Regions from separate parts of the Anas platyrhynchos genome. Here region 2 is linked to region 1. Evidence: chromatin contacts called from public Hi-C data. All regions are on one chromosome and are shown on one strand. Each heading gives the region's core, a stretch centred on a gene start, on an enhancer-like site or on the middle of the called end of the contact. The rest is flanking DNA. Distances are from core to core; before and after follow the strand shown.

What was found. A called contact is a pair of places that touch in the nucleus more often than the background predicts.
Region 2: a Hi-C map of skeletal muscle shows a contact between it and region 1, with 4 times the contacts expected there. The contact joins two enhancer-like sites. A contact is called at or near these places in 2 of 8 Hi-C or Micro-C datasets (F5 follicle and skeletal muscle).

Annotation. Positions count from the first base shown.
Region 1 is chr4:29,577,140-29,581,327 of IASCAAS_PekinDuck_T2T, forward strand. PALLD (palladin, cytoskeletal associated protein) reads right to left here. Exons shown (of 22, transcript XM_072037295.1): 14 at 4,042-4,188. LOC106016806 (a long non-coding RNA gene) reads left to right here. Exons shown (of 3, transcript XR_005265482.2): 3 at 1-1,490. Among named protein-coding and RNA genes, the nearest start is that of CBR4, 36 kb to the left of the region's middle. Within about 2 kb of position 1,967, at least 3 of the 8 cell types and tissues checked have an H3K27ac peak or open chromatin away from gene starts, as enhancers often do.
Region 2 is chr4:29,720,181-29,724,368 of IASCAAS_PekinDuck_T2T, forward strand. The region is part of intron 2 of PALLD (palladin, cytoskeletal associated protein); the gene reads right to left. Among named protein-coding and RNA genes, the nearest start is that of PALLD, 32 kb to the right of the region's middle. Within about 2 kb of position 2,036, at least 1 of the 8 cell types and tissues checked has an H3K27ac peak or open chromatin away from gene starts, as enhancers often do.

The DNA.
Region 1 (4,188 bases), core at 717-3,216:
CCTTTGCTGGTGGGCATGTCCCTGGGAGGCTGCTGGTGCAAGTGAGGAGGTGTCGCTGGGGGAATGCGGGGGCTATGCCCCAGCCGAGCCCCCCTCTGGTGGCCAGTAAGCCCCTCATGGTGGCCCAGCCAAGCCACCGGGGCCTGACACCTGTCCCTCCAGCAGGTGAAGCTTTCTGGCTGCATGCTCCTGCTGGCCAGAAAGGCCTGCGGGGGGCAGGAGAAGACGGAGTTGCTGTATGCGCTGCCTTCATCCAGGACTTTGAAGGTACCACTTGTGAAGTCATTTCTCTGATGGGACAGGCAAAGGAACATCCAAATACAATGTGTTTCTGACTCACCACTACTGCCAAAGGAGGGAGAAGAACAAGTCCCTCTCTGACAAGCAGGATCAATTACTAACACAACAGATGACAGGTCTGGCTTTTACCATGCAACAAAGGTAATTGTATTTTGTCCTGGCTGCATTGCTGGCAGACTGCTTGCAGGAGGAAAACCAAAAAGTTTTCCTCATAGCAACTCCTGAAGTGAGAATTTAGGTCTTATAGCGAGGAGAGGGTGCCTGTTTTCCAGTAAAAATGAAGCAAAGCATAATTCCTAATAGAATTTCATTTGCTAGCATTATACAGAGTACGTTCTTCGCATTTGCCAACGTTTCAAAGCTCTAAATTCATTCACTTGTGGGAAGAGTTAAGGGTCTACTTTTAAATTGCACTAAAACACAATAGAGAACGTTTGGGAGAGAATGAATGGAAATTTCCCTTAAAAATTAATTACCATGTATGGTTTTTATATTAACAAGCATTATGTGTAACTAGAAATGATTTCATTTCCTCAATAGCTGGTTATACTTGTTTCCCATTTTGTCTGTCAGCAGGCTTGCAGAGACTCTGCGGTGCTAACAAAAGATTTGGTAATGTCTTCTCGTCTGCTGACAGAGCACTTACTGGAGATGCAAGAGATATTTGATCGCTTATATACACATGCTAATGGATGTTGGTAACAACATAGCTGCAAAAAATGAGTTTTAACTTGCATGCTTTACATGTGTCATAATGCTGCTTGGAAATCTACTGCATTAAGTAGCAATTATTCAATAACAATGCACTTATCAGAAATATCAAGAGACATGCCAGGAATTATTACATGGAAATACACACAAATATTAACTGAACCAGCTATCCAAACATCATACATATGTTGTCCAATACTCATTTCCACTAGGTTTAAAACAATTGACATTGATTGGTTTTACTTACGTGTGGTAGATTCCTAATGTTGCCTTTATCTGACATGGAGTTAATAAGTAAAACGCTACCACTGTTGGAGACAATGGCCCTTGCAGTAAAGTATTTTCTTTCTAGGACACCTTTTAATAAATGTATGATTAAACTACGTAAGCACCAAGCACTGCATCTGGATTGCTTTTATTTGTACCAGATTTTCAGAAACCAATGTGTAATGACTAGAAATACAACGGAATACACAGTAAGAAAGGGTTTTTGATCTTGGGTAGAACAGTCATTTTTAATCACTATGAATTATATTCAGCCATGTGAACAGAGATCGGTACAAGCTTTGTGCAACATTCAAGTCTCAATTAACCTTTCATATGGCATTTTCCTAATTCTAAAGAGAAATATCCCTTAAAAAGAAGTATTCCACAATCCCTCTTGTATTACCACAGGTTCTCATTTTAATGAGAAAATAGTTTTACATTATGCTGAAAGTTACAACAAAAGTACACTCAGATTTAAAAAGTCATATTTATGAAGACAGAATTTGCACATCAGTATTCAATTTACATGGCATGTTCAGGGGGAAAAAATAATCAAGCCAATAACCCTGCTTTAGAAAAATCCCTCGTAATCAATGCCAGATTTTAGAAACACTACAGTCCTTCCCAAAGCCATTCCTTGGCAGAGCTGACAGAATACTTAGAAGGGAGGAGCTTTAAGTTAGTAAATTATTTCCAGCTTTTCATTTGCCAAAGTAAAGAATTTATTCGGGGGCAAGACTTCCAGCTTCAACAAATGACAGCAGGACAGCCCTCAACTATTGAGCATTACAAAACTGCTGTCTTGGCATGCTCAAGAAGGTGAGGGGATGATAGAGCCTTTGAGTATCCAGCTAACAGGTAGCTATCCAACGGCCCTGGAATTAGTTCTGTCCCAAGCACCTTGAGAAATCACACCAACCATCTGCAAGTGAATGGAATAAAGGGCCATAATCCCAGGTGCAAGAGCAAATCACTTAACATGCATGCTTTGACACTGCACAAAAACAGAGTCGTATCTGAATCCTATCTGAATCCGAGCGTGTTCACAGCAGCTACTCCTTTATACCGCGATCCTTTAAAGAAAGCATTAACAATGTGGTCTCCTGGCCATGCAGCTGCTAATACCAAAACAAGGAGAGCAAGGGAAGGAAGAAGAGACATCCTCTTTCATCTGTCTTAAATCAGATTAAAGTGACTGTGAAACTACACCTTAATTGAAAACTGTGAAAAGAAGGGAATGGCTACAGTTGACTAAGGCTGACTCATAATAGGTCGTTCAGCAACTTAGTCATAAGCTCCAGGCAAAATGAGCACACTATACCTCTAACAGCAACGCCGTGATCCGCCTTCTGCCCTTATTCAGTGCAACAGGCTTTTCCTTACGGTCATCCCCAAAGTAATGCTGGACACCAAAGGGTTGGTATCACTCGGGCTTCTCAGCGTGTCTACACTAGCTCCAGCTTGAAGCAGGAGTGCTTTTTTTGATACGAGTATCCTGATCACCCCCACTTACATTGCAGTGGTTCGCATTGTGAAGTGGTCTTGGAGCACAGAATTGGACCCCTTTCAGATGAAACTGAGCCAGAAAATGTGCTCCAAGAACACATCTAATGTGCTGCATCTGCTGCACTCTGTGGGATGAGATGAGAGCCATCCTGCAGTGAAACCTCCTGAAATGCACGCAGGGACAGAGAGCTCATTCTACAGATTTGCTCCTCCTTGTCTGCCCCTTTTTCTGCTACCTGACAAAATCCATTTCTCCTATTGACAGTTTGTGCAATAACATACACTTATAGCATCGGACACATAAAATCCGTTCAAAATCCTCAATACCTGTACAACTTATACCAGAGATTTTCACATTCGCTCCGATGTAGGAGGTAAAAAGAGCCCCTAGCCACAAGGGGTCACTGTAAGAACTGCAAGGACCTCAAAGGGAACACGCTGGCTTTGACAAGGAGTAGGACGCTGCTGCTGTTTGCTTGCTACCTAATGAGTCGGTTGACTGCCAGGCAATTTTTGAAATGATTAAATACCACCTACCAAAGAAAGGCATTATTCCAGACTACTGACATCATGCAGCTGGTACTTGTGCATTTGCTAAAAGGAAATGCTTCCCAAGCCCAACACTCCCTCAGAAGCTCATCATTACAAAACTCACCATCATGTCTCATCTTGCTATTGGGATATATGGGAGCTTACGGTATTTGAGTCTGCCTTCCTCTAACCTTCAACAAAATTAAATCTTATTAGAGCGTGTAGATATAAACTCTGCAGTGCTGAAGAATGCCGAGGCACCACACTGGTTCCTGAACCAAAAGCAATGTATCTTTGCATTAGCATGTTGCTGTACTTGAGATAATTTATCCACGTTAACCTGGTGTGATTGCTTTTGGAACCACTGTGCCAGCCCACATGGGAATTTCTAGCATTGCACTACATTCTGTGGTGCAGATATACCCTGAAGGTGTATCTTCAAATGACAGAAGTATTACTTCTAGCTAAAATAATTGAGATGAAGTCTCAGGAGGGAGAGATTAAGAACTGAGGTCTCATAGTAGAAGTTTGCATGCTATAAATTTAAATACATCCAGTGATACCAAAAGTGATTTGTCATTTTATACCAGCTAGGGATCTTTCTTGTCAAGAGAGAATATCTGCTATTCCTGTAAGACAGAGTCCATGGGGTCTAGGGGCTCACTGTAAGGTACCAATACACAGCTCTTCAGAGTGTATCTAGAACCGTTCACCCTCTTTTCTTACCTTTGGCTTTGGATTTCCTGCCACTTTGCATGTAAATGTGACTGGCATTCCCTCAAAGATTTTGTAATGCTTCAGCTTTATCTCAAAATACGGTGACATATTGTTATCAGTAGGTTCATCTCCATGTTGCACCTCATCATCTGATTC
Region 2 (4,188 bases), core at 786-3,285, 140 kb after region 1:
TCACTTTGCTTGCTAGGGCACAGCAGATTATTTTATATAAATTTCCCCTAAACGCTACCAGTAAGTTTGGGCCAATTCAAGGAGTGATATATTTATTTTATTATTATTATTTTTTGTTACCTCTATCTCATCAATCTAATGCATACAACTTTTTAATTTTACATGCAATAAAACTCAGGCTATTCTTCAGGGATGATTTCTTACAGATAAGCAGGATCTAGGTTTTCTCCACCTTGATATTTTACAAAGCTCTCTGTGTTACACAAATCGCTTTCTCTTCCCCTTAAGAGCATCATTGTCAACCCTCAAATTTGCACCTTGCAATTCTTTCTATGCCCCCTAGCTTCCAAACAATGTATGCTGTGTTGACATCGATACTTCTGGTCTGGTATCTAGAAGCTGACTCATCAGCAGCTGGGGAAACAAAATAATAATTTTGCATAATGAGTTGTGCGAACAAAGAAGCCCTAAGCTCAGCAGGTAAATTAAGTTGGGTTTCTTATTTTAACAGAGCTTTGGACTAGCTAACTTTGAAATCTCTACTTTTGATAAATTCTGTTTGAAATTGACCTCCAGCTCAAAGATATTATGCTAGAAGGAGGCAGAAATATCCAGCTGAAGGGAAGGCAGGATTTGAGTGTGGTCACACCAAGGAGAGCTGGGGCAAGTGCTGTGGAGCTGCATCCAGAAGGCAAGTGAAGTTTGGGATACTCTAAGAGCAGGGCCTACACAAAAGGCCACCTAGCCCACTGCTTTTCTTACAGTGAGCTAGCGTGTAGCTGGTGGTTTTCTTGTCCCCCCCGCAGCCCTTTGAAATCCCATGCACTTTTAACCAAGGCTTTTCACTTGGGTTTGTTTGTTTTTGGTGGTGGCAAGATGAAAGAACAACAAACAAACGGAATCAGTGAAACAGTAACAGTGTCAGACAAGTCTTGTTATAGAAAAAAAACTTTCCTAATTTCATTTCATGTAAAAGATTTCTGTGATGAAGCTGAACTTGCAAAGTTTCACATAGAAGAAAGCTTAAGGACACCTGGAAAAGACTGGGTGAAGTTGTCACGTACAAGCGTCTGGGCAATTAATACAGTGCAGCAAATGAGCTTTTTGAATTGCAGCTTTTAAATGAGGGCTGTCTTCTCCCACAGCAGGCCTTTCCTTAGGTGCAGTGTTACAGGTCAGCCCCAGATATTGCAAGGATTAGGCAGGAGGCCGTTAGGTGGGAGAAGCTGGGGCGCCTTACCCCAAGAGCATTATTCCTGCAGCACGTACCTTCCCTCTGCCTCTTCCTCAGAGCCCTTTTTGCCTGCTCACATTCACTTGTCAGTGAGATGCTGCCTCACTTGGGTGGTCTTAAGTAATCAGTAGGTAATGCTGCCTGCCTAAAAATTTCTCCTCAGTCCTTGTAGACAGCCAGAGAGCTATAGCACTACTGGCAGCCGGAGCAGGAGCCCTGAGAGCCATGCAGCAGGAATTGAGGTTGCTGTCTGCTCTGTGACTCCCTGTAACCTACATACTTCATACCCCTTTCAGCTTGCATTAGGGGAGGAAGTGCTATTGACCTGTTGTCTTCCTTCAGACTTATTTTATTTAAGAGAGAAGTCACACCCTGTCCATATGTCAAAATATCTCAGTATGGCATGAGCAGCAGTAACCGCTATACGAAAACAAAAGCAGAGCGATTGCATGTGTGTTTTAGAGCAAAAGCTGATCACATTTCACATCACTCTGCAAAGAGAGCTCTGAGCTAATTGCATGGCAAACAGGATTTACGGTGAAAAATGGATACTCCATGCATACGCTATCCCAAATGTCTTAAGCAGACATCCTGCTGCTCTCCAGTACAGTATCTCTGATCTTTGCATACCTTCAACTATAGCCTCACAAACTGGAGGGCAAGCTGCCCAAGCAGATCTGGAAACACATTCCTAAAGTTTCACTCTTGCAGCATGGCCAGCTGCTTTCTAACAGTTGATGAACAAATGCAGAAAGCATCCACAAAGCATTCAAACACTCCTTGCTTCTTCACAGCTTCGCTGTGCACAAAAGGGTTAAGCTAGGTTAAGAGGACTAATGAGTAATGCAGCTGGCAAGAAGTTCTCTTTCCCTCTCAACTCAGTGAAAAGCTGGCTTTTGTTTCTTCGTTCAGTGAATGAACTCATGCAGCAATACCTGTTGGCAAATTGAGGCTTGTATTGCTAAGTTGCATACAATGCTGCCAAGTCCTTGATGTCTTCACAGATCTTTGCTACACAGATTGCTATGCCAGGGACTCAGCAGATCATCAAGGCACGCGGTGCCAGAAGGAATATCTCACTGCCACATGCCAGTCAGGGCTCCCAGGACATGGACAGAGCATCTGTGTTTGCCAAACTTTGTTCACAGCCTCCCTTTTGGACACCGCCTGGAAATGCCAGCTCCTTCTTTAAAATGGAAGACATTTTAAGTGTGTAGCAAATGAAGAAAAACTTACCTTTCCTTTCCCTTCCCTTAGCCTCTGCCTACTCCTAAATTAGATATGATTAATATCAATTTATTACTACTTGTTGCAGTGATCTCTGCACTTGGGAAATAGAAATAAACTTACTTATTTATTCTATATTTATACAATTCCAAACACCAGGGCCCTAGATTTGGTGGAGGCAGCAAGCTATTGCTATGCTGTAGCCTCACAAAGAAATTAAAGCTTGTTAAGTAATAGTGCTCCATTTTCTGCCGGCAGTTTACCTGCTTTGTAAAGTAGCCAAAACAACACCAAAAGCCTACATAATCTGGGTTAAATCTGTCTGGACCACCCTAGTTCCACGCACATCTTTCCAGTTCCGAGAGCATCCTTTTGCAAACACTACACGTCTTGCTTTGTGAGATATCTGTAGGAGGACTTGCACAGGAACTTTCAACAGAAGCGTCTGCAGAAGGAAGTCTGCCTATTGTAAAGACACCTACTGTCTGTCAAGCATGTAGCTTGCTGAATCGCATTCACACTTCTAGTGTGGGAAGAGGGGATAAGCCTGGCCAGATCTAGATGGTTTCTAGACATGCAGTTTGTATTTCCTCTTATATTACTCGTATTACTCTTCAGAAGAGCAGCAAGCTGCTGAGTGACGTGGAAAGACAACTGAAAGATGCTAGAAATGCAAATTACTGGGGATGTGAAATTGTATTCTAATTTAAAGAGCAAATAGGTCAATATACACAAGTGTCAACAACAATATTTTTTATAAAAATTGCTAGTACATAGCAAAAAGCATATTTGTTTTAAAATGTATGCATTTCAACATGCATTATTGGCTGAATAAAAGTGATCAGACTAGATAACTGCGCAATTGAAGTACTGGAGAAAAGACTGCAAAGCCTTTGAACTACTTAGACCTAATGGCATGATCCATGTTAAGTATCTCAAATTGCACCATCAATTTTGAAAGCATCATCCTATCTGTGTACTAAGATATTCCTTGCCTTCCCTGTAAATATACATTCAAACGCGCACACACACACACACATCACGGCATTTATGGTTTCTTTTCATATTCTTCAGAACAGAAAAGAGAGAAAAGGAAAACAAGGACAGATGCCAACAAACAGGTAAGATGGTCAGATAGTCCACATGCATTATTAAACCAGCATCATGAAGTCAGAGGCTCATGAACTTGTTTTATGTTAGGGCTACAACTGCCATTTGTTCTGCAAGACGAAAATGGAACTGCAAAATGGATGCTTGGTAGCAGCTCATCGTTAATGCTGTATTCCTTTTTAAAGGGAGAGATTTCTTTAAACATGTGGAAGCTTTGTGAAATTGTATGTAAGATTTAAATATTTATATGGAATAGAAGCTATTGGCTTTCTGTTCACATTGTTTATCAGGAACAGCACACTTTTTCTGCTGATACAGAGCTTCAATTTTTTGCTTTTGTAATCCCACTTTTTGTTATCTTAAAAAATGTTCTGCAGTATCTACAGTACTAGAGAAAAGACAGGATTAATTTGGATTTAGTTTCATTTTTAAGACAGCTATTTACATTCTAGATAGATTTTGATAACAAGCACAGGAGCCTGACTGATTGATACAGACAGACTGTAGGCACATGTAAGCCTGTCTCCATCAGAAATCACACTCTCCTATTGGATTTTGCACCCTTTTTGTAATATGCATGCTTATGCAACCGTTCTGGATAACCCTGCTTGACATCA